Linked DNA regions of Mus musculus: regions 2, 3, 4, 5, 6 and 7 are each linked to region 1. The links are chromatin contacts, called in public ChIA-PET, Hi-C, HiChIP or PLAC-seq and promoter capture Hi-C maps. All regions are on one chromosome and are shown on one strand. The core of a region is the stretch at or near the end of the contact, and the rest is flanking DNA. Distances in the headings are between cores, read along the strand shown.

Region 1 (3,376 bases), core at 342-2,841:
CTGCAGCCTTAAGAGAGAGGGGCCTGACCTGCTCTCTTTCCCTCCCTAGCTCCAGGCCTCCTCTCCTGCCTCGTCACTCCTGTGTTCTGGCCTCTTGAGTGCCTTTGGAGGTGTCTCTGACCTGTGAGGATCAGAGACAGTCCCCGTTTTTAAACTTCGACAATTGACTTTTATTTCCTTTTCTAATTTTTATTATTTTTTAAAACAACCAGGATGATTATCACATCTACTCCCCCATCCGTCCAGAAAAGCCCCAAATTGATTCCTTCAGGGTCTGGCCTGCCCAGGCTCTATTCCACATGTGCAGGTTCCAACAGCTTAACCCTATTCTCTTCCCAGTCATCTGCTGCAGGTATAGCTGTCTCATGCCCCTGCCTGCCTATTCTGGCCAGTACCCTAAGCCCCAAGATCTCCAGCCCCTGCCCCAGTATCCTTGCCTTCTGATGCCTTAAAGTTGGGCCACAGGTCCTGCTGGGTCAGAGCCTCACAGATGCGGAGCTCCAAAAGCTCCGCTCAGGACCAAAGAGCTCTGGCCTAGGGTTCATCCTTTCTCCAGGTGTCTGCCCTGTGGACAGAAGGCTAAAGCCTTGATCTTGGCAAACCACCCCTTTTGCCCAAAGCCTGGATGCAGAGACCAGTATTTTCTGCTGGCTTCAACAGTCTCCCCTGCTGTCTGTGAAAGGTGACCATTGTACCCAGGCCACTGGGCCTCTACCATGTTCTTTCAAACCCAGGTCATTACCATCCCCAGGCTGGATCACTGGAGCAGGCCTCCTCTCTGTCCATGTGAGGGGGACCTAGGGGCTCTGCCCTTAGCCAGCTGAGCCACCACCAGCCTCCCTCCCCAAACATGATAACCCAAACCCACTCCAGTGGGTGTATCTCACCCCCTCACCCCACCCCCACCCCCTGCATAGACCTTTGCTGAATTAAAGTTTGTAAGTAAACGGTTTTAAAAAAAAAATCAGAGCTGGCTGGTTCTTGATATAAACCATGGGCCAGCAAACTAGCTCAGAATTCTGGTAACACAGACAGCCTGAGTTTTATCCCTCTGCCCCAAATGGTGGAAGGAGAGAACTGACTCCCGCAGATTGACCACTGACCTACACACATGTCACGGATGGGCTCATACACACAATCCCTAAAAATTTAAGTTGGGCTTGGAGGCCAGCCTGGTCTATATGAATTGCTTAGAGACTTAAGAATTTCTCAGTCTATAGAGATTCTGTCTCAAACAAAATTTAAATACTGGTTGCACATAACCGGTAATTCCAGCAAAGGAATTCGGAGATCAAGGCCAGACTAGGGGATCCTGTCTAAAAATTAGAGAACTCAGAGGTTGGTCCCAATTGCCGAACGTAGTTTTAGTTCCCAGCCCCACACTACCCATCAACTCTTCTGGGCTCCATAGGCACCCACTTGGTGCACATACGTACATATAAGCAGAACACATACAGTACGACCTAAGGGAAGAAATATCCAACCACAGGGCGAGGCCGGAAGTCCAGCTAGATCCCAGTGCATCACCTTTGACCTCACACGGCGCCCAAACGCTGCGTTTACTGTCGCTGAGGACGCGCAGAGCATGCTAGGTCTTCCGGTCACGTGGCCTATCATGGCCGCCTCCATGGCCCGGGGCGTGAGCGCCCGGGTCCTGTTACGGGCGGCCGGGGGATCTTGGGGACCCAGGGCCGGGCACGCGGCGGTAACATCTAGGACGTTCGGGACTACAGGTACATAGGGCTGGGCCGAGCCGCGGCGTGCAGCGAGGCCGCAGCCGCTCACCCACTCGTGTGTTTCCAGGCGAGCGGCGTGCTGGCGAGGAGGCGGCGGACAGCCCGGAGCTGCCCCGGGACGTGTGAGTGCCCCTCGTGCCACGCCCTGCCCCTCCCTGCCACTCCCTGCCTCCGGCTCAGCACCTGCACCCTGTTTGTCCCCAGGGTCAACGTGGTGTTCGTGGACCGCTCTGGCAAGCGGATCCCGGTGAGGGGCAAAGTCGGGGACAATGTTCTATACCTGGCCCAGCGCCACGGGGTGGACCTGGAAGGTAGGTCATATGAAACTAGGGAGATCCTTGGCATTCTTATACCTTTTTGTAATTTTGAGAGGTTTCCTATAGCTCAGGCTCGCCTCGAACTTACTATGTATCAGAGGATGACTTTGAACTGCTGACCCTCCTGGGACCTGGTGTGCACTACCACAATCCAATACTTTTGTTTAGGTGGTGTATGGGTGGGTCCGATCTCACTCTGTGAATCAGGCTGTCCAGGAACTTAAGTATGTAATCCCGGCTAGCCTCCAACTCATTGCAGTGAACCTACTGCCTCCACTTCCTGAGTCCTGAGACTACAGGCATGTGCTGCCTACCATATCACCAAATAGGTGGGATGGGAAGAACTGAGATGGAGTCCATGTTATTCAGGCTGTTCTGAAATCAGCTATATAACCAGGCTAGGCTCAAACTCACAATAGTGATGCCCCTGCCTCCACCTCTTTAGTGCCAAAATGGTTAAGACAGAGTCTCTGACTTACCCTTAAACCTGCTGGCTGATCATACTGCCTTAGCTTTCTCAGTTCTGAGAATACAGGTTGTCTCTACTGTTTTACCACCTTTGCGCTAACGCCAGTAAGATGGCAATAATGAAACTGGAAAGGTCGCCAGTGCTGAAGACTGCAGACGGCTTGTGAGAAGACCTGTGTTCTCTTCCTACCACCAGCTCTGTGCCAGGCAATTCACAGCCTTCTGTACCAGTAGTGCCGGGCACACTACCTCACCTCCATGGCACCTACTCACATGCACAACCCACACAGAGACACATGGAAACACTTAAAAATCTTTCTTTAAATTAACACTAAAATAAAACTAGGTTTTGGAGCAGCCCTTACTGAGCTGCTAGAATCTGTGCTCTCTTGGAAATTGTGGATTCTCCATGTTGACCCCCCATTCTCTAGTGCTGCCGCTGACTACCTTTTGGGGAGAGGTGGAACTGAAGCGGGATCACAGATGCACAGTGCTGTCCCTCACCACTCTCTTGCTGTTTTTCAGGCATCACAGCTCAGTCCTGTCCTAGCACCTCTGTGCTTATAATGTGAGAGGTGATTTCCCAGCAGATGACTTGGCTCCTCATTCTTCAGACTTGACAGCCTGGCATCCTTTCACCCAGCTTAAGCCTCCCGTGCCCATGTCTGTCTGTATTTAGTGGCCTCATAGAGCCTGGCTTTCATTTGCTTTCTGACATTTCTCCCACAGCCTCTTTCACACCTTGGCCTCCCAAGGCCCTCCATGTAAGCAGGTCTGAGATCAGTGTATGTTGAGTGCTAATTCCTTGGGACAGCTTTAGGAGTAAAGGGGGCAGTAGTTCCACCTTGCAGAGCA
Region 2 (3,376 bases), core at 463-2,962, 1.0 Mb before region 1:
AAAGTAGAGGAGATCCCAGAAGAATGGGAGCTGTACTACCCACAGAAGCTGGACCTGGAATATTCAAGGAGTGGTTGGGACGACTATGAGTTTGACGTGGATGAAGGTAAAAGCAGGTCTCAACACAGCACATCTGTGTGGTGGCCATTTGTCCACGCTCCACAGGATGAGGGGTCATATGCCCCCCAGGGTACCTCTCCTTGGCTACTCCCTCTCCCCTTTGTACTATCTTTTAAGGAGCATTCTATACTGACTAGTGATGTGACCAGAATACGCGCAAGCCTCAGGTCAGCAGGGAACAGTCAAGTTATATGTGGGGAGTTGGGAGGAGGCACATGGTAGCCTCCAAGTTAGGGCTCAAACTTAGTCTCTTGATAGTATCTGAGCAGCGGGTGGCATGGCCAAGGGAAATGTAGAACATTTATGTGGCACAGGGAGCTGGCTGTGAACTCATGGAGGTGCTCAGAGTACGTCACAGTGGTGAGACACAAACTCTTCTCCTAACAGTGACAGAAGGCCCTGTCTTCGCCATGTGCATGGCTGGTGCCCATGATCAGGCAACATTGATCAAGTGGATCCAAGGCTTGCAGGAGACCAACCCAACCCTGGCACAGATCCCAGTGGTATTCCGCCTGGCCAGGTCCACGGGGGAGCTCCTGACAACTTCAAGGCTGGAGGGACAGTCCCCTCCCCACAGTCCTCCCAAGGGGCCTGAGGAAGATGATGAGACCATTCAGGCAGAGCAGCAGCAGGGGCAAAGTTGAGTCAGATAGAGCTGGCATGAGGAGAAAAGACTGGGCTGGTATGAAATAATATGGAGAAAATAAAAAAATCAAAACCTCTTCCCTGGCCCTGTGGCTTCCCTTCGTATGTTCTGCATGGGCTCTTTTGGGTTTACCACCTTGGGACCCTTTTTTAAACTTGTCTTTTCAAAAATTCCATTTATAGATGGGCGTGGTGGCACACGCCTTTAATCCCAGCACTCGGGAGGCAGGCAGACAGATTTCTGAGTTCGAGGCCAGCCTGGTCTACAGAGTGAGTTCCAGGACAGCCAGGGCTACACAGAGAAACCTTGTCTCGAAAAACCAAAAAAAAAAAAAAAAATCCATTTATATATTTATGGTATGGGAGGGATGTGTGGAGGTCAGAAGACCATTTGCTGGAGTCTGTTCCGATATATGACCCTGTGAATCTCGGAAATGTAACTCAGATTGTCAAGTATGCCAGCCATCACCTTACCTGCAGAGCCGACTTGTTGGCCTTTAAAAACATCTTTTAAATGTATTTACCTTTATTTTATGTGCATTGGTGTTCTGCATGTATATATGTTTATGTGAGAATGGTAGATCTTGGAATTACAGACAGTTCTAGCTGCCATGTAGGTGCTGAATTTGAGCGCAGGTCCTCTGGAAAAGCAGTGAGTGCCCTTAACCAGTGAGCCATTTCTCCAGCCCTTTTGAAAAAATCTTTAATCACATTGCCGAAGAATTCAATAGAGAGGCAAGGATTACCTGAGTTTCAGTACCCAGTGCCTCTACCTCCCAAATAACTGACTTGTCAACAGAACGCACTTCCATGGCCTGGGCCGGACGGACTACGCGCATGCGCAGCTATGGCTAGTTGTCCCCGTTTGGCGCCGCGGGCAGAGAAGACCCTGTGAGAAATCTCCCGGCGGCGCAGACTAGGCGCGCCACTTCCGGTCGAGGCTCCTAACAACGGGGGAGGCCGGTAACCAGGGAGGGGGGGATGGCGGAGCGGGCTCCAGAGCCCGGGGCGGAGGCGGAGGCGGGCGCAGGCGGGGAGGCGGCGGCAGAGGAAGGCGCGGCAGGCAGAAAGGCGCGGGGCCGGCCGCGGCTCACCGAGTCGGACCGGGCCCGGAGGCGGCTCGAGTCCCGGAAGAAGTACGACGTGCGGCGCGTGTACCTGGGCGAGGCGCACGGCCCCTGGGTGGACCTGAGACGCCGCAGCGGCTGGAGCGACGCCAAACTTGCCGCCTACCTCATTTCGCTGGAGCGTGGCCAGCGTAGCGGTCGCCACGGGTAAGGGGGCGCGGGGCCGGGAGAGGGAGGGAGGGAGAGAAGAAGCCGGGGGAGGGACGAAAAGGGCAGCGGCCCCGCCCCCGGAGCGTGAAGCCCCACCCCCGGGCCGCCTGGCGGCCCTCGGTCTCGGGCTTAGGCAACCCAGACCCCTCACGCGCCTCCTCGCGGCTCCGCCTCCGACCCATTGACTACCCAATGCAAGCCTGTGCCCCACCCCTCTGCCCGCCTTCGGAAGCTCCGACTGGCCCGTCTGAAGAGTCGACCCGCCTCCACTGGCCTGGCCTGGGGCTGGCTCTCAGGTGTAAACCTCCAAAGGTGCTGGGCACTCTGATTTTCTGCGTATGAGTGCCTTGCCTTCGTGGATATATGTGTACCACGTGCATGAACTACCTGCAGAGGTCAGAAAAGGGTGTCGGATCCCCAGAAACCACCATTGTGAACCACCATGTAGGTTGTGGGAACCAAACCCGGATCCTCAACAAGAAAGCAGCCTTAACCCAGCCACCTGTTTCAACAACCTTGTCAGGGTTACTTGTGTGCATCCTGAGTGCTGGGACTAAAGGCATGTGCCAGGCTTGGTGTGAGGGCACTTTTATTCTTGTGTATGTGTGCGTGTGTGGTGTATGTAGGCCCACATAAGGAGGTGGGAAGACAGCTTTGCAGAGCTAGTCCTCTTCTACCACGTGCCCTCTAGGGATCAGACTAAGACCATGAATGGTTCACCACGCTGTAGTTGTCAGACCTATTGGTAAACTGTCATGTGCAGCTTGCCACACTGAGAAGCAGGCTCTGAAAGTGTAGATGGCCTCTCCTGTTTGAGACTCAAGCATGTCTCTCTCAGTGTCCTCCAGGAAGAGACAAGGACAGCAGAAGTGCCCAAGAGTAAAAACCCCATGCCCTTAAGAACAGCTAGAAGGTGGAGCATTTCCAATAGAGGTTACTCCTGCTGTCTCACAGTGCAGGTGTCCACAGTGGGAAGACAAGCTGGATGCTAAGCCATGGAGGGAAAGCTCACCCTGGGACTCCAGCTGTTGCCCCAGCTTCCCCAGCCAGTAGCTGCATGGTGTGAACACTGGATTGGATATTATCTGTCTGGTTTGCACAGACAGTTCCAGCCAGCCAGGGCTGCATAACGATACTCTATCTCAAATAAAATACAAAATGAAAATAGAGAGCATAGAAAGGGTTTGGCCCATAGTAAGGGTTCAGGTGTAGCGTGTTCTGCTCTTGTCTGCACTCATCTGTATGAATGATTCTTTAAGAGTTGATTCTAGGCCCTGAAGAGGTTGGATCAGTAGTTAAGAGCATTTGTTGCTCTTTCAGAGGGCCTGGGTTTG
Region 3 (3,376 bases), core at 483-2,982, 780 kb before region 1:
CACAGATGCCGCCAAGACAGTGCACAATGGAAGCATCAGGAAGGATCCAGCTCCATGTTCCCTACCTGGCCTCAGAGGAAGAGGCAGGGACCTGAGTAACACTGAGTGTGGCCCAGCACAGTCGTGGGTGGAGTTATATTCTGCATCTCCCAGGCAGAAGCCACTGGACCACGCTGAGTAGGTGCGTGGGCTCCTGACAGCTGTGTACACAGATCAAGAGCAGATGGATACCTAGGGGGTTCCCCTACCATCTAGGTCTCCTTCCTGTGCCTTCAGAAGCTGATACAGATTTGCTGGGCAACTGGGGCAAGTCACCCTGCCCTCTGGCTCCAATTTCATCCTCTGTAGATGGGGCTCCTGCTAGCATCCATCCATAGGTGGGATAACGAGCAGCACTCAAAAAAGCTCTGAGGCAGACATGTCCTGTGCTGCACAGCTGCCTACCCTACCAAGACTGTTTTGACCGTGACTGCTCAGAGGGCTGAAGCTACTCAGGAGAAGGTGTGGAGGCAGCAGACAATTGGCATATCCAAAGATGAGCCAGGACTGAAAAAATTCTAGGAAACTGTTATTGGGAAAGGAGCTGTTGGGAAGATATTTAAGGCCACAAATTAATGAAGACATCCTACAACTTCAGGTAATCAGAAACTTCCGGACTGGCTCGCTCAGGTATCGATACTGGCTTTCTGAGTCACACCTCCTAGAGTGACACCCCTGAGCTTAGCTGGACTCATCCACCTCTCTACTGCAACCCAGAGACTGGCAGGAAGTCCCTTGAGCACCTTTTGAGGCCTACTATGTAAAAGCCTCCACACTGCTAGGCTTCAGTTAACCCACTTGTCAGTAGTGGAAAACAACAGTTCTTCCCACCTATGTCCATTGAGCGACTATAAACAAAACCTTAGTAATTATTGTGTGACATTGATGTTGTTTTTTAGGCAGCGTGCCTCCGGGACTAGTGAGGACCTAACTTTTTTGTTTGTTTGTTTGTTTTGTTTTGTGTTGTTTTTTCGAGACAGGGTTTCTCTGTGTAGCCCTGGCTGTCTTGGAACTCACTCTGTAGACCAGGCTGGCCTCGAACTCAGAAATTAGCCTGCCTCTGCCTCCTAAGTGCTGGGATTAAAGGCATGAGCCACCACTGCCCGGCTGACCTAACAGGTTTTGATGTTCCGTATTTTTTCTTCCCAGCCCAACAGAAGACTCAGTTTCCCCATCTTGACCCCAGTGGGAGGGGAACACTCCCTTCCATGCCCTGCCCCTGCTCCACACCCACCCCATGCCCTGCTCTGCCTGGTCCCCAGCTCCCTAGCCCATCGCAGAGATGAGCCACTCACAACGTCCCGCCCATCAAGGACCGTCCCTCATAAGCCACGCCCACAAAGATCCTCATCTCTCCAGCCTTGTCCCGGTCCCTATCCTAGAGCAGCGACATCCCAGATCACAGCCTGCTCCATCCTCCTGTCAGCGCTGTCTCCTCCCCATCCCCAGTATTTCTGTCCCACTCTCAATGCTGGCCCCACGGCATCCCAGAAAAGGCTCCGCCCTATCTAGGGAAAGCCCCGCCCCCTCCAGAGAAGGCTCCTCCCCATCCTAGAGTTGGCCCGGCCTCGCCACCACGCCCCGAGAAGACCCCGCGTCATTCCCGTCTTGGTTCCGCGGCTGGGGCGGGTCGAAGTGCAGGCCCCGCCCCATCAGCACAGGCCCCGCCTCTCCCGCGCGCCTGCTCCGCCCAGCCCGGCTGCCCAGACTCGGGAGGCTGCGGCGGGACGCGGGGCGTCATGGCGGCCTCGGAGCGCCGCGCCTTCGCTCACAAGATCAACAGGTAGTGAGAGCGGCCGCGGTCACGGCCACTCTGGGCGGGACGGGCGAGTGCTGGAGATGGCGGGCAGCGGGGGCGTGCCGGGCTCCCCGAGGACTTCCCGGAGGAGGAAGCGCATCCCGGGTCCGTGCGGGCCGGGCTCCGAGAGTGCTAGGCTGCATTCGGACCCTCTTGCCGTCCTTCCCTTCACCAGCCTGGGGAAATTCGCACCCCTCCCCCGCCCAGGGTCCCGGGACCCAGCTGTCTGGAGCTGGGGACAGCTGGGGATAGCCCCTCAGTCTCCTGCCCCAGCCTCTCCCAGCACCGGCTGGGCGTGGGAGGGGGCCGAGGGGGCTGGGGACTGAACCAGCTGGTGGGCAGACAGGGGAGGGACAGGCAACAGATGCTGGGGGATCCCCTTCCATGGACACTGGATTGTGAGAGAGGCTCAAATCTGGGGTAGGTTAGAAATCATCCCAGGTAAATCATCCCAGGTATCCGATCCTCTGGAGACCTGTCTGACCACCTTAGGTGAGAGAAGCCACTCTGTGGGTCCCACCCTGATGGAGACACAAGAAAGTTGCCCCATTCTTGGATTTCGCTCTGGTGGGACAAACATAGATGTGTCCGTGGTATGGTGTGGATGCATAAGACAGGAAAGGGAGGATAGGGTCTCAATGGTAGGCCAGGTAGAGTTAAGCACAGACCTAAAGGAGCGAAGGAAGAGATCTGCCCATCATCCAGGAAAGAAGCAAATGCAAAGGCCCTGGGGCCACAGAGGGACCAATAGGAATAGATTTTATAGGGCCTACGCCTTGTAGGCCAGAAGGACTTTGACTGTGACCCCAAGTGAAGTGAGAGCCACAGAGAGTTCTGGATAGAGGAGGGTTGTGATCTGGGGCAGAGCAGTTGGGCAGTTTTCTGTTTGTTGTCTTGCCTCCTAAGTCCTTATGCCTTTAGCTCAGGTGGGAAAGATGTGCAGAATGATCCTGGGCCTTGATGTAGTGAGGGAGCCCAAGATTTCCCAAGCAGCCTGGTAGATAAATAGATGCTTCTGCACATTCACCTACCTATTGAGTTCTCCCACAACCCCAGATGAACCTGCAACTGAATGGAGTCTTGGTTTTACTTTGTTGTGTTTTGTTAGTCTGGGATGGGGTCACGTAGCCCATGCTGACCTCAGATGCACTATGTAGCCAAGACCGGCCATGAACTCCTGGCCCCCCCTGCCACACTCAGTTTCCATGGTAACCACATCTACAGCACCTTGCTTTTGTGTTTGCTTTATTTTGAGAAAGGTTCTCACCCTATCCTAGCATTCACTTACTGTGTGTACATGTGTATACCACTCTCGTTGTGTGTGTGTGTGTGTGTGTGTGTGTGACAGGATGCTTGTAGGAAGGAGCCTTTTCTTTCCACTTGGTTTCCTGGGATTATACTCAGGAGGCTCAGCAGCAAGTTGCTCCTGAGCCATCTTGCCAGCCTCCCTCTATTTTCATTTTTGAGGCAGGCTCACTCAACTGGGATCTGGAGCTCCAGATAAACTGGTCAGGGAACTGGCCCTGGGGATCCTCTTGT
Region 4 (3,376 bases), core at 487-2,986, 730 kb before region 1:
CCGAGTCGAAGTCCTAGGAGATGAGCCCCCTGTCTGTCTGCACTGATGGATTCTAAATTTTGTTTTTGTTTGTTTTTAATTTAAAGTGAGTTTTATATACAACCTGTGTGGTGTGCTGACAGTTGACATGGCCCCTGCCCTGGGGGCAGTGACGTTCATTCAGTGGGAGAAGAGAACACACTCACATTGTAACATGGCCATGGGAAAGAGTGTTTCCTGTGTGCGAGGTCACGTGTGTCCACCTGTGGTGAGGGTTTGCGTGTGCAAGCGTGTGATGTACGAGTATTCCTCAGTCTCTCCACTTTTTGTTTTGTGTTTACTTTGCTTCCCAGCCTGGCCTTGAACTCACAAAGACCCATCCACCTCAGCCTCAGCCTTTTCTACTAAGTGCTGGGATTAAATGGTTTATCATTTTTAATTGTATTTTTTTCTCCTCTTTCTCTCTTTCTGTCTGTCTGTATGTTTGTGGGTGCATGGGTGCCATGACACACATGTGGAGTCAGAGGACAGTTTGCAGAACTCAGTTCTCCCCTTCCACTGTATAGATCGCAGGCATTGAGCTTTCAGGCTTGCAGCAGGCACCTTCGTCTTGACATCTGACGAGCCTCCCCTTGGTCATCCACTTATTTTTTGAGACAGGTCTCATTGAACCTGGAGTTCATAGATGCAGCTAGGTTCACTGGCTGGTAAGCCCCAGCCATAGAGATCTGCCCAGCCCCCAGAATTCGGCTTACAGGTAAACTTGTGGGCCCAACTCTTATGTAGATGCTGGAGTTCGAACTCAGATCCTAGTTCACACCGGCAGGCAGTTTACCCACTGAGACATCCACCTGTCACGTGTGCTAAGCAGAGGCTTCCAGGAAGCTATATTTTTCCTCTTTCCTCCCCTTCCCTTCCTCTCTCTTTCTTTCTTTCTTCCTTTCTTTCTTTCCTGTTGTTTTGTCTTTAGTTTGTTTATTTTGAGACAGTCTCTCCTGGCTCAGAATTACTGGAGTAGAAGGTGACCTCTCTAGTACTTGATCGCCCTGGCTCCACATCTTTCATGTGCTGGGACTACAGGTGTGCAGTCCCGCTGTGAGAGTGGCTTCAGAAAGTCCAGTGCAAACAGAAGTTCATCTCTGGACTAGGGTGTAGTTTAGAGGCAGAGTGATTAGCATTCAGAGTCCTGGGGTCCATCCCCAACCTCACAAAATCAATAAACCACGCCCTGTGATTTGTGTCAGCCCAAGAGTAGTATGAAGGGAATTTTCTGAACACACTTAACAGATGGGTCATGTGATTGACCCCATTTTGCTGATGGGGAAACTGAGGCACAACTTCAATTTCAGGAGATTGGGGTGTGGGTGCTGCAATCTTAGAGTTTGGGTCGGCGGTCACGCCATGGTGCACCCGGCCTGCAGCTGGAAGACTTCCAGCTGCTGGCGGCCAACGGGGGAGGGGTGACCTCCAGTCGCCGCTACCGCACCCGCCCTCGAGCTGGGCTGCGGCCAGCTCCGCCCCCTGCAGCGTCCAGCTGCGAAGGGCGGGCACCAGGCTTGGAGAAGCGGGGACCCTGTCCGGAGGGCTGGTGGCCAGGAGCCGACTGAGACCCTAGGACGTGCTCAGGCCGCAGCGAGAGCGCGTGCACCCCCACGACCACCCTTCAACTTCGCCCCCAGGCCCCGCGGCCGAGGCGCCCGGGAGACTGGAGGGGCGTGGCTTTCTGGTGGGGGCGTGGCTACCGCGCTGGCTCCGCAAGCTTGCGGCGACTGAGGCGGAGCGGGCAGGACGCCTGGGACGGCGGAGGCTCGAGCGTGCCAGGCGAGTGGGACGGAGGGCTGATCGGGGTGGCGTGGGGTCCGGGCTACTCTAGGGGCACTATCAGGATTTCTAACCCACCTCCAACCCGAGGCTACAAGCTCGCACACTCTCTCTTAGCTGGTCCCTCTCAAGTCTTAACATCTGCGCCCAAACTTTGCAAACCGGAGCGTCTGGGTCCCCGCGCTCCTCTCCCCTCCCCAGCCCTGACCTGGGCCCTGCTTCCCTTGCCCCTAGCCCACCTCTATGCCTTTATCATTCCCTGCCTCTCTTCCTCTGCTCCGCCACTCTCGTCTAGCTCTGTCCCCTAACCTTCCCAGGTCCCCGCTCTCGCAGCTCCGGGTGGCCGGACCAGGCCCCTCAGCGGCGGGAAGGCATCCGGGCGTCCGGCCGGGCTGGGCCTGGCTGCTGGGCGGGTGTGGGGATCAGCAGATGTTTGCCATTAGACTGGGACCCCGCAGGCCCCGCCCCCTCCCCGCCCGGGGCGGGGTCCTCCTCACCCCCAACTTTAGGGGCGGAGGGAGCGCGGCAGGAAAACCCCCAGATCCCAGATTCACCCAGGCTGGTGGTGGGGGGGGGTGCACTCTGGGGAGACCCTGTGGCCCTTTCCTGGAAACTCCCACCTGTTGATTCTTCCAGCCTCCTTCCGCCTCTCTCATCCCGGGATCTTGTGGAGAGAGGGGCCTCCTCCGACTCCCGCCACGGAGTTACCAGCCTGAGGTTAGATAACGAGACCCGTAGACCTCCATCGCTCCATCTGGAGAGTAAGATGTATAGGGTCTAGGGGTGCTTTGGGCGAATCTGCCCCGTTTTAGGTTCAAGTCAGAGATCTGCCTGCCTCCGCCTCCCAAGTGCTGGGATTAAAGGCATGTGAGGCTACACTCAGCTTGCAAGATCTTTTTCCAAAAACATAAGCATGGCTGGGGATGGAGAACGTGGGCCTAGCATGTATGAAACCGGGGGTTCCACCCCAGAATGTATGGTGTGGTGTGGTGTAGCCAGCCACGCCAGCACTTATGAGGTGCAGGCTGGAGGATCAGGATTTCAGGGTCATCCCCAGCCACATAGTGAGTTTGAGGCCAGCCTGGGCTACAGGAAACTGCCTTAAATAACCAAACAAAACGGTGTGGTAATTATTCATTATTCATTCCACCTCAGTGCCCCTAGCCCAGGCTACCCCAATTCTGCTCCCTACTTCTGTGTCTCTCTTAAGTCCTCAGAAAATATTTTGGACTAACTTCCTGTCCTTGGAGGTTCTGAGGCTCCAGGCAGATGCAGAGCCAATTTTATCTACAACTGGTAACTGCATTTCAGGTGTTCATGCCAGCAAAGTGAGGGCAGAGACGTGAGGAGACACAAACTGGAGGGACAGAGCTATGGAGGGGAACTAAGCCAGAGGGAAGGACCATCCGAGGCCTGCCTTCATGCCCAGCAGGCGCCCCATCTGATCCACCCTCCCAGGCACCCACTGTCCCAACATCTACAGCCTAGAGTGGCCTGCTCTGGAGGGTGAGATGGGTGGAGGTGTCTGCAGCAAAGCAGCTGCAGGGCAGACAACAGAAAGGACTGACCTTGGCTA
Region 5 (3,376 bases), core at 571-3,070, 690 kb before region 1:
TGAGAGCTCAGGGGCCCAGCTCACGTCCAGACAATCAGATTGCCAACTGCCCTCCCTGCCCACCCCTCCATCATCACTTCCCAATTTTCGTTTTATCTTATTGTTGTTGTCTGTTTGATGGCTTCATATTTTCAAAAATCCTCTTTATTGTTGGGGGGGGGGAGCGGTGTGTCACCACAGATGTATACAGGTCAGAGAATATGATAGAAGTGAGTGTCAGAGAATATGATAGAAGTGAGTGTCTGTGTCTGTCTGGGTTGTATTTTTTAAAAAGATTATTTATTTATTTTATGTATAGGAGTACACCATTGCTCTCTTCAGACACACCAGAAGAGGGCATCAGCTGGGCAGTGGTGGCACACACCTTTAATCCCAGCACTTGGGAGGCAGAGGCAGGCAGGTTCTGAGTTCGAGGCCAGCCTGGTCTACAATGTTAGTTCCAGGACAGCCAGGGCTATACAGAGAAACCCTGTCTCAAACCCCCCCCCCAAAAAAAAAAAAAAAAAGACATTGGATCTCACTACAGATGGTTGTGAGCCACCATGTGGTTGCTGGAAATTGAACTCAGAACCTCTGGGAAAGCAGTGAGTGAGTGCTCTTAACCGCTGAGCCATCTCTCCAGCTCTGGGGTATAGGTATTTAAGGAGACAGGGTTCACTTTGTAGTTCAGGCTGGTCTGGAATTCACTCAGCACTCTGGAGTCCCATGAATGGCAATTCCTCTTCCTTAGGCTCCTGATTCCTGAGCCACCATGCTCAGCTTCGGGGTTCACTGCTCTTGTTGCCCAGGCTGGCCTGGAATTTACCTCCATCCTCAAGCTCCCATCACCTGAGTGCTACATGCTAGATACATGCTAGACTCCTACTTAAAGATTTTATTTTATTTTATTTTTGAGACAAGGTCTCTATATAATCCTGGCTCTCCTGGAGCTTTATTTGTAGACCAGGCTGGCCTCAAACTCTGGGATCTGCCTGCCTCTGCCTTCCCAGAACATTGGATGCTCTTGTAGAGAACCAGGGTTTGGCTCCCAGCACCACATGATGGCTCACAACCATCCATATCTAGCTCCAAGTGGTCAGATGCCCTTTTATGACCTCTGCTGACACATACATACATGTAGGCAAAACGTTTACCCATACACATTAAAGAAAGAGAAATAAGCCTAAAAAATAGAGACTGGTGAATGATTGTGGTGGCATGTTCCTATAATCCAACCACTAGGAGGCAGAGGTAGATGGATCTCTAACAAAGAGCTCCTGGACAGCCAGTTCTACATAGTCTCAACATCTCACAGCTCACACATCCCAACCCCCGCCAAGAAAAAAATAAACCCAATGAATCCCAGTTTTATGTATAATTAATATATTCCTAAAGTAAACTAAAAAAAAAAAACAAGCAAAAATAATAAACCATCCGTTACATTGCCCTTCAAGCAGCGACTGATACCTGCAAATTTCTCTAAGAGTCGCGCAGCTTTCCAGTTTACGCATGCGCAACAGACTCCTAACGCCCTGGACTCTCCCCGGAGTTCATAGCCCGACAATCGACGCACGCGTACCAGGCCAATCGCAAACTGGCCACGTGTGACACGCCCCCCCCCCGCGCCGCCGCCCCCCCCCCTCCCCCGCCTACGATGATTGATCCTCACACCTGAGTGACAGAAGAAATTTCGCACAGGATCTCCACAAAATGGCCGCTCCTTCCGAAGCGCTCTGTCCCCTCGCTGATTGAGTCCTGCAGGAGACGGACGTAGGAACGATCCAATGAGACTTATGCGCTCTGGGGAGGGGGCGGGGCCCGTGGTGAGACGAATTTGCGCGGGTTCGGACTCGGCGCGATCAGTCATGGCGGCTTTCCGCGACATGGTGGAGGTGAGCAACTGGCTACTGAGCCTGCTGGGGGCCAACCGCGCCGAGGCGCAGCAGCGGCGGCTGCTCGGGAGCTACGAGCAGATGATGGAGCGGCTGCTGGAGATGCAGGACGGCGCCTACCGGCAGCTTCGGGGTGAGGGCCGGTCCCCTGCGCCCCAGCCCCGGGGGACTTCTCGGGGGGAGCTGGTACTCCTGGGCCTCAGTTTCCCCATCTGACAATTGCCATGGCTCAGAGGCGTCCAGATAAGTGTCATAGCTCACAATGCGCGACTCTATACGATCGTACTTCGTAGCTCAGGCGCCTTTGGAAGTCTTTATGATCCAGCCCCCACCTCCACTCCTGCTCGCCGTTCTTGAGGGTCTTCCGAGGGAGAGCAGTCACACCCGAGCCTTGATTTCTCCACCGGTGAAACCGTTGTCATGACAACGGTTGTCATCTAGGGACTTAAGCGTAATTAAATATAGAGTTAGCAGGGCACGACCCTTTATTAACTTTCCAGGACTCAGGCTTAAATGTAGCTCTGACTAGTAGAGAACTACTTAGCTGAGAAATTCAAAGAACCTTTCAGCTCCTCAGTGCCTTGGTCACAGGTGTGAGCAATCTCCCATCTCAGTGTCCTTCCCTGTCAAAGGTTTGTTTGAACTTTGTTTTGTTTTGTTTCAAGACAGGGTTTCTCTGTGTAGCCCTGGCTGTCCTGGAACTCACTCTGTAGACCAGGCTGGTCTCGAATTCAAATCCGCCTGCCTCTGCCTCCCAAGTGCTGGGATTTAAGGCATGCGCCACCACGTCCGGCCCTGGGAACATTTTTTAAAGTTTCGTGCCTTCCCAATAGACTTGTGAACAGAGCCTGCCGTGAGCTGGACCTCGGGTGACAGCAGGGAAGGAGTCCCTTGGTGGCTGGCATCCTACTGGAGAGGAGACAGGATAACATTTGTACTGCAGTGATGGGCTGAGGAGACAAATGCTTTCTATCATTAGGAGGGGTAACATGGGCGGGACTGGGGAGGGGTTTCTGCAAAGATATTGGGGGAAACCTGAAACTGTTGAGGGGGCAGGGATACACTTGACTGGCATGCATGAAACCCTGGGTTCCATGCCAGGCATGGCAGAATGGGCCTGTCAGACCAGTGTTCCAGAGACAAGCAGGAGGGTCAGGAATGGAAGGCTGGAAGGAATTCAAAGCAGCCTGATTGACAGAAGACCAAAAGTAAAATGAGAAGTTTTATCTCTGAGATTGTAGCTCAGAGAGAACACATGTGGCTACAGGAGGCCTTGGGAGCAAGCAGTAGTAATGAAGTAAAAACCTGAGGGCTGGCAGGATGGTTCACTGGGTAGAGACACTTGGTGCCTACCTGACGATGTTAAGTTTGATTCCTGGGAGCCAGGTGGTAGAACTGACCCCTGCAGCTTGTCCTCTGACCTCCACACGCAAACCTGCTGTTTCTTCTTTGAATGAGTCATTAGCGGCTTGAACATGTGCTCTTAGAATTTGGGAGACCGAAGC
Region 6 (3,376 bases), core at 242-2,741, 580 kb after region 1:
CCAGTCCAGTGTGGAATTGTAAGCTGAAACCCTTCCCTCCCCAACTTGCTTCTTGGTCATGATGTTTGTGCAGGAATAGAAACCCTGACACTAAGACAAGCAGTTAGTGCTCTTAACCGCTGAACCATCTCTCCAGCCCACACCCCAGTTCCTTTCTTTAAAAAAAATTTTTTTTTTTTTTTGCCAGCTGGGCAACATGACCCTGGGTCAGATCTATTTGAAAAGAACAACACTGGTGTACTTAAATAATCTTGGCAATATTTTTGTGTAAATAACCCATCTGACCAAGTGGCTAGACTTGTAGTCTCCTGTCTCTTAAATTGTTCAAAGTCTAATCAGGGGCTGGGACCTAGAGGTTTTAAGGATGAGTGTGTGTAAAATGCCTAACTCTAAGGTATATATAATTACATTTGAGGTCAACTCATATTTGGCCATGTGCTTTAGTAAAGAGCTTTTCCTTGAGCTCTAAGTGTGCAGTAAGAAAGTCTGCCTTTTCACTGAGAAGTCATACTGGCATATTGTTTCTGAAGCAACGCAAGCCCCTGGTTGAGCAAGTTCATGGCAGAGAGGGTAAATGGGTCTCTTGACAAACTGATCTTGCATCCTGTAATAGATCAGGGCCATAAATGCTTTTACTTTCGTCAGAAAGTGATTATAGCTTCATTTCTCTTTGACTCGCATTGACCAACAGATGTCAGCAGAATTCAGCCTAGTAACATTACAGTTTTCAGCCTCTCAACTGTTGCGTGGTTAAACTGGCTCTTCATTCATGTTATTAGGGACCATCAGTAACCAGGAGTGTCGAATCTGAGTGACTGGGCATTTTTCCTGTGACTTGAGATGACAAAAACCCGGATTTGAGCTTACTGTTTGCTTAGGGCATTCAATAGAACCGGGGACTTGGGAAAACAGTTGCTGGGAAAGATGCAGATACGCGGTTAAGACGAGTTCAAGACCCACCCAGTAACTACTTCAGGATTCTCAGTCAGAAACCCAGTTATTTCCATTGGGCTCCTGAGGCTGGTGGAATGGGCTTAGGTAGGGTAAATCTGTTGAAGCACCCTTTATGGTCGCAGCCTACGAAATACAATTTCAACATCTTGAGAGGTCTAGATGATTACGGAAGCGAGACTGCCTTCTGTTTCCTACTGGACTAGGGTGCACTAGAAAGCAAGGGTTCTAAGAATGCAGCGATGGCAGGCAAAAAAATTTCCTGAGCGGACGCTGGGTACCCACAAGAAACCCTGTGGTTAAAGGACTTACTGGTCCTGGCACCACCGTTGCCCGGCTCACAGCCTGGATTCTAATTCTGTCTTGTCCTGGAGACCAGCGTCGGCCTCCAGCTCCCGCGGTGAAGCCCTTACAGCCCCTCCGCCCTGACACTGCGGAGAAACTAGAAATCTGACAGGAATTCAACCGAGGTAGACTCCCGGGCCTGGCTCTGCAGCAGACCGAGCGCGAGCGGAAGTGACGTCATGCCCGCGCCCGTCTCTTCCGGCTCTTATCTGCACTGAAGAGTTGCGGAGTTGCCTGGCATTCGTGAGTTCTGCGGTACAAGGACTACCTGGAGGCGGAGGGGGAGATAGAGAACGAGAGTGCAGAGCTCTGCTCCGCTTGCCACGGCGCCTCCGGGCGCGGCCAAGCCTGAGTCCTCTCTGGCTGTCAGTCGCCAGGCTGGGGAAGTGCCCAGAGGGCGGGCCTGGCGATGGCTGCGGCTACGATGCTGCTCTTCAAAAGCCGCCCAAGCAAATTCTGTGCGAAAGGCTCTTTTATTTTTCTCCTCAGAAATGAAATTTTGCCGGAGTAGTTGGAGTGATCAGCGCCATACACCTTGCGATTTCAGCGCCTCTGGTGAGCACTCAGTGAAAGGTCGCTTTTGGAAAAAGCCGTATTCCCTTTTAAAAAAATATTAGAGACGAATGTCGGGGTGAGAACTTAATTCATATTGTTAGATTGTACTTTATTTAGTGAGTGCGTGTTTTATTTTGACCATTAGTTTCAGATACAGAGACAAATTTCTTAGTTACTTCGAATGTACGTCTTTCTTGAGAGAATATAAACATTGGTAGACCTCCAGCCCATTCATAAAAACCTAGCGGGCAAGCCTTTACTCACGGCACACAGGTGGCAAAAGGATTTCTGTGAGTTCTTGGCTAGTCTGGTGTACAAAATGAGTTCCAGGCCAACCAGTGCTACGTGGTGAAATACTGTATTTATTAAAAAACAAACAAGCAAAAACCTAACAAACAATAATAGTGAGCTTTTTTCCACCTCCAAAGTTCCTAGGCCTGTGTTTGTTTCCTCATCCCTTTATCTCTCTGTGCTAGTGGTCCATTCAGGGCCTTGTGCGTGATACACATACTTTTCTCTTCGTTCTTAGATCTGTTCATCACTAAACTGCTTGGAGCTCACAGAAGAAATGTGGAAAGCTAGATTATTAAAAATCATAGAATTAACTATTAAGAAGATTGATAAATTAGTGTTCTCTCCCCAACAATCCCCCCCCCCCCATTTCTCTTTTTAAAAAAAACTTAGACGTACTAGCATATTTGATGGTCCAGTATCTGTTATGCTGCAGTCACCTCTTGCAGCAGTCCGTGTCTACTCTTTCCCCAGCAAGATATATTGTATGGTGACTTGTTTGCTAAGATGTAAACTGAAAATAAAGGGCAACATGGTAGCACATAGCAGTGATCTCAGGAGTTGGAGCAATAGGAACATGATTTCTTTTCTTTTCTTTCTTTCTTTTTTTAGATTTATTTATTTTATATATGTGACCACACTGTCACTGTCTTCAGACACACCAGAAGAGGGCATCAGATCTCATTGTAGATGGTTGTGAGCCACCATGTGGTTGCTGGGATATGAACTCAGGACCTCTGGAAAAGCAGCCAGTGCTCTTAACCACTGAGCCATCTCTCCAGCCCCAGAACATGATTTCTATGCCAGGATAGTTACATAGTTTCAGGCCAGTCCAGTCTGCATAGTTATACCCCTATCTCCGAATAAACAATAATAGATACAACACTTGACTGTTAAATACTTGGTAATGTACCACCTAGATTAGGACATTGTCTTACTGAAAGCAAAATATTATTAGATTCAATCAAGAAAATTAAAGAATAGAGTTATTTGGGTATTCAGCTCAGTTGATAGAGTGTTTGTGTGTTATCCACAGACCCCTAGGTTCAGTTCCTAGTACCACATAAACTGAGTGCAGTAGCTCACTTGATTTTGATCCCAGCTCTCTGCGGATAGAAGCTGGAGCATTAGGAGTTCAGGGTCAGCCTCGGTCACATAGTAGGTTGTAGGCCAGCCTGAACCACATGATCTTGTCTTTACAAAAGAAAAGAAGGAAATCAAGAACTGGCTGAGG
Region 7 (3,376 bases), core at 477-2,976, 520 kb before region 1:
ACACGGCCAGACCATTATCCTCAAAAAACTTCACTGATACACACTACCAAAAGGGGGGCTGGGGGATTGGTCTTAGGATCTTGGAAGTCACTGGCAGTCAGGACATCTTTGTAGCCCCGTTCATGAACAGGACTAATGCATGGGCGGGGTACTCTGTGGTGCACTAGAGCTAATGCAGGAGTCAGGGCCAGACTGGGCATATGGGAGTCACATTCTCAAAAACGAACCAAATAAACAAAACCCCCAAGACTAAAAGCCCATTTCTGTTCTGTTTTGGCAGTGCAGGAACCCAGGCATGCTAGGCAAACACTCTACCCGTGAAGAACATCCCCAGCTACAACAGGCTACACAGCACAGGCTCCTTACTAGTAGATCTGGGGGCAATTAACACAGTAAGGTCAAGTGCTTCAGCATGTTTAAGAGCAGTCCTTCAGCTCTTCTGTATCTCTAAGACCAGTAAGGCCCCCAAGTTTCTTCGGCTAACCGGACAGAGTGAGGACTTCCCATAAAATCACAATAAGGGCCATTTATCTCTACCCATCTCACCAATTGCACCATCCACAGCCAACAGTTTGCCTGCGCCTGGTGACCCGGGGGCAATCCTGGGTTTCATCTGGAAACATCGGACTGAACCAGTGAATCAGCCTCGCTCAAAGCTAGCCGATCCTTTCTCTCCTTCTGTAACACCTGCTCCTCCCACAGCGCCTGATCCACCTGATCGTCGGTGAGTATGATCGGCTTGTACTTCTCCTCGAACAGCCTCTCATTGGCCTCTGAGTGCAGCTGGTGAGGCGCGACGACGCGGAGATGAGCGGGCAGATGGAGAAACTCGTCGTCGTTGATGTCGCAATCATGCATGCGATTCTGCAGAATCCACCAGCGGCCAACGAAACCCACGTCGAGGATCCGGCCGGGGAAGTCCACCCAGCGTGGCTGCAGGTAGCGGCAGCGGGCCTGGTAGAGGCTGGCCTGGGCGTCGAAGGGCGCTTCGTAAACCAGCGAGCAAAAGCCCAGGTTCACGTGACGCAGCCGCCCACGGCCCCTCAGCCACAGCAGGCGCTGCAGGAACGCCTCCGAGTGGCGGTTGCGCGTGGCCGGTGCCAAGAGCAACAGTGACCCCGATGCGTCCAGCAAGGCCTCCTCGAAGGCCGCCTCACTGGGCGCCAGCGCGCAGCACGCAGCCGCGCCGCCCAGAAGCCCCACGTACAGGGCCGCGCGGCCCGGTCGAGCTCGCGCCGCAGCCGCCGCGTCCCCGCACGCCTCAGCGTAGTCCCGGAGCAGCGCGCCGGCCCAGGTGCCTGAGGGGAAAAAAGAGCTGCGGTGACAAGGACTCGACCACTCGAGCCACCCACCCTGCAGCCTTCTGCCACTACTCACTCAGTCGCGTCCACAGCCCTGGCTTAACCGCCACCGTCGTGGCACCACCGGCCTCTCCTCCCGCTTCACCGTGCCCACCGGACCAGAATCTCTTAAGAGCCGCTGTCACCATCGTCTCCCTGCGGTTCCTCAGCCGAGTAGAAACGCATAGTGTCGGAATGAAAAAGGCCGGAGAGTAGATCCTGCGCAAGCGCAAGATACAGGAAGTAGTTTCCCACAGGAAGACAATAGGAAACGGACCTAAACGGATGTTGCCGTTGTGTGGAGAAGGGTGGGCTCTGAAGGGAAGTCGAGCGGCGCGCACGCGCATAGAGCAATAGCCACGCCAGCTTAGGTAGGCTCAGGTGAGGAAGGTGGGGTGCATCTGAAGGGACCCAGCTTGGAGCTGAAGTTCCATTCCGTGTATTAGGCTCCATGCAGGAGTCCAGACGGAAGCATCAGTCTTGGGGAGGGCTGTGGGATTGATGCGGTTCTGTCCACAGAGTGCGATGCGGTGACGCCTCTAAAGAGTCATGGCAGCAGCTGACGAACTGGCCTTCCACGGTGAGTGGAGCCCGGAAGTGGTCAGAGCTCCTACCTCAGTCCTAAGCTAGAACCCCAGGCAGCTGGGACCCAGACCTCAGGTTTATCTTGCACTCAATTCCTGCTTCTTCCATGAACTCAAAAGGCACATCACAGCGTCCAATTCTGCACAGGACCTAAATTGAATCCCATCTTAGTAGACAGACCTATCCATGCATCAAAACTGAAGAAACTCAGCCCTTAGGGGACGGCGGTAAGGCAGCCATAGCCCCAGTTGATGAAAGGAATTTTCAGATTCCAAACACCTATGCCCATATTCCCTCTCCGTAGAGTTCGAGGAAGCCACAAATCTTCTGGCAGAGACCCCAGATGCAGCTACTACTAGCCAAAGTGATGAGCTGACCTCCCGAGAGCACGTGGCTGTGGTTGTGGGTTCAGGCATTGGCTATGGAGCTGAAGTAGGGGAGGAAGAGGATGACAAGACATCAGTGAGTCTCCTAGGCCCCGATGATCTGCCTCTGTTCTTACCCTGGCTGAGCAGGCAAGTTCTGAGTCTTTTGTCTTATAGCTTCTACAGGAAGAAAAACCACAGCCCAGATTCTGGACATTTGACTACTATCAGAGCTTTTTTGATGTGGATACCTCCCAGGTAAGGCACTTGGAGTTGCTTGGAGTCCAGCCACTATACTTGAGGACTGAATGGGTATGGTGGGGCTGGAAGGCAAAAGCTAGGTTACAAAGTAGGCGTGGATAGGTGTGTGACTTAAAGCCAGAATGTTTCCCAGTCAAGCCAACCTCTAATGATAGACCAGGTCCAGTGAGAGGGTACATCCTGGAGATGTAGTTGCAAGACCATCCAGAACTTAGGGACTGTCCTTACTTTGAGAGGAGAGGCTGCAAGAAGCTGAAAGCAAGGTGACAGGCCTGAAATCCACCTTCACAGTGGTGACATGTTCGAGCTTGTTCAGTAGGATGTGCTGACACCTCTCAGAACACCAGGATTCTCATTCTAGACCCTGGGCTTTGCTTTCCAGGTCTTGGACAGGATCAAAGGCTCCCTGCTGCCCCATCCTGGCCACAACTTTGTGCGGCACCATCTTAGAAACCGTCCCGACCTATATGGTAAATGGGGGTTTATGTTTGAATCAATGTAGTATTTACTTAAACATGGGACTGTACCAGGCCCTGAAATGGGCAGTCATGCATGAAGAGCAAAACTCGTGTTTAGTTGAGGGAGGCACCAAGATGGAAAGCAGAAGGTGGGTAGGTCTGGCTAACTCAGAGGGTGTTAGGGAAGTCATGAAGGTCCCTGACTAGGGTAGGCAAATGAGTTATGCTAACATTGGTGGTGAGAGGCTTAGAAGAGGACCCAGAAAGCCTCTAGGTCCCATGGTGGAAACAATTGAACTGTATGGCAGCATAGATCAGTGCAGTAGACGGAGGAGCAGGAAGGCCATGAGCAGGGGTGAGTACACAG

The links. Promoter capture Hi-C pulls out the DNA fragments that hold promoters and counts their contacts. A called contact is a pair of places that touch in the nucleus more often than the background predicts. ChIA-PET counts read pairs in DNA pulled down with a chosen protein or histone mark. HiChIP or PLAC-seq counts read pairs in DNA pulled down with a chosen protein or histone mark.
Region 2: an H3K27ac HiChIP or PLAC-seq map of microglia shows a contact between it and region 1, with 5 times the contacts expected there. The contact joins the promoter of Zfp653 here to the promoter of Fdx2 in region 1. A contact is called at or near these places in 1 of 115 datasets of contacts at active chromatin or transcription factors (microglia) and 1 of 9 other capture datasets (liver).
Region 3: a FOXA1 HiChIP or PLAC-seq map of pancreatic cancer cells shows a contact between it and region 1. The contact joins the promoter of Dock6 here to the promoter of Fdx2 in region 1. A contact is called at or near these places in 1 of 39 promoter capture datasets (pre-B cells), 2 of 115 datasets of contacts at active chromatin or transcription factors (microglia and pancreatic cancer cells) and 1 of 9 other capture datasets (adipose tissue).
Region 4: a promoter capture Hi-C map of pre-B cells shows a contact between it and region 1, with 3 times the contacts expected there. The contact joins the promoter of Kank2 here to the promoter of Fdx2 in region 1. A contact is called at or near these places in 2 of 39 promoter capture datasets (cranial neural crest and pre-B cells) and 1 of 9 other capture datasets (liver).
Region 5: an RNA polymerase II ChIA-PET map of memory CD8 T cells shows a contact between it and region 1, with 4 times the contacts expected there. The contact joins the promoter of Spc24 here to the promoter of Fdx2 in region 1. A contact is called at or near these places in 1 of 39 promoter capture datasets (pre-B cells) and 1 of 115 datasets of contacts at active chromatin or transcription factors (memory CD8 T cells).
Region 6: a promoter capture Hi-C map of erythroid cells shows a contact between it and region 1, with 4 times the contacts expected there. The contact joins the promoter of Zfp426 here to the promoter of Fdx2 in region 1. A contact is called at or near these places in 2 of 39 promoter capture datasets (erythroid cells and pre-B cells).
Region 7: a contact with region 1 is called in a Hi-C map of CD8 T cells, with 2.7 times the contacts expected there. The contact joins the promoter of Timm29 here to the promoter of Fdx2 in region 1. A contact is called at or near these places in 3 of 39 promoter capture datasets (liver and pre-B cells), 2 of 484 Hi-C or Micro-C datasets (CD8 T cells and nephron progenitors) and 2 of 9 other capture datasets (adipose tissue and liver).

The regions. Positions count from the first base shown.
Region 1 is chr9:21,071,746-21,075,121 of GRCm38.p6, reverse strand. It overlaps Fdx2 (ferredoxin 2), which reads left to right and starts at 1,591. Exons shown (of 5, transcript NM_001039824.3): 1 at 1,591-1,733; 2 at 1,804-1,858; 3 at 1,941-2,047. The coding sequence starts at 1,616. Raver1 (ribonucleoprotein, PTB-binding 1) reads left to right here. Exons shown (of 13, transcript NM_027911.4): 13 at 1-964. Gm38431 (predicted gene, 38431) reads left to right here. Exons shown (of 17, transcript NR_038081.2): 14 at 1,804-1,858; 15 at 1,941-2,047.
Region 2 is chr9:22,069,712-22,073,087 of GRCm38.p6, reverse strand. It overlaps Zfp653 (zinc finger protein 653), which reads left to right and starts at 1,712. Exons shown (of 9, transcript NM_177318.3): 1 at 1,712-2,039. The coding sequence starts at 1,747. It overlaps Ecsit (ECSIT signalling integrator), which reads left to right. Exons shown (of 9, transcript NM_001253897.1): 8 at 1-106; 9 at 508-842. The coding sequence ends at 764. Gm16845 (predicted gene, 16845) reads right to left here and starts at 2,086. Exons shown (of 3, transcript NR_040407.1): 1 at 1,924-2,086.
Region 3 is chr9:21,850,991-21,854,366 of GRCm38.p6, reverse strand. It overlaps Dock6 (dedicator of cytokinesis 6), which reads left to right and starts at 1,732. Exons shown (of 50, transcript NM_177030.3): 1 at 1,732-1,822. The coding sequence starts at 1,779.
Region 4 is chr9:21,796,906-21,800,281 of GRCm38.p6, reverse strand. Kank2 (KN motif and ankyrin repeat domains 2) reads left to right here and starts at 1,736. Exons shown (of 12, transcript NM_145611.4): 1 at 1,736-1,800. It overlaps Dock6 (dedicator of cytokinesis 6), which reads left to right. Exons shown (of 50, transcript NM_177030.3): 50 at 1-102.
Region 5 is chr9:21,758,747-21,762,122 of GRCm38.p6, reverse strand. It overlaps Spc24 (SPC24, NDC80 kinetochore complex component, homolog (S. cerevisiae)), which reads left to right and starts at 1,820. Exons shown (of 5, transcript NM_026282.6): 1 at 1,820-2,004. The coding sequence starts at 1,845.
Region 6 is chr9:20,490,861-20,494,236 of GRCm38.p6, reverse strand. Zfp426 (zinc finger protein 426) reads left to right here and starts at 1,491. Exons shown (of 9, transcript NM_001110309.1): 1 at 1,491-1,539; 2 at 1,786-1,851.
Region 7 is chr9:21,591,072-21,594,447 of GRCm38.p6, reverse strand. Timm29 (translocase of inner mitochondrial membrane 29) reads right to left here and starts at 1,726. Exons shown (of 2, transcript NM_178619.4): 1 at 1,378-1,726; 2 at 1-1,298. The coding sequence starts at 1,489. The coding sequence ends at 610. Yipf2 (Yip1 domain family, member 2) reads left to right here and starts at 1,617. Exons shown (of 8, transcript NM_138303.2): 1 at 1,617-1,920; 2 at 2,230-2,387; 3 at 2,468-2,548; 4 at 2,934-3,021. The coding sequence starts at 1,890.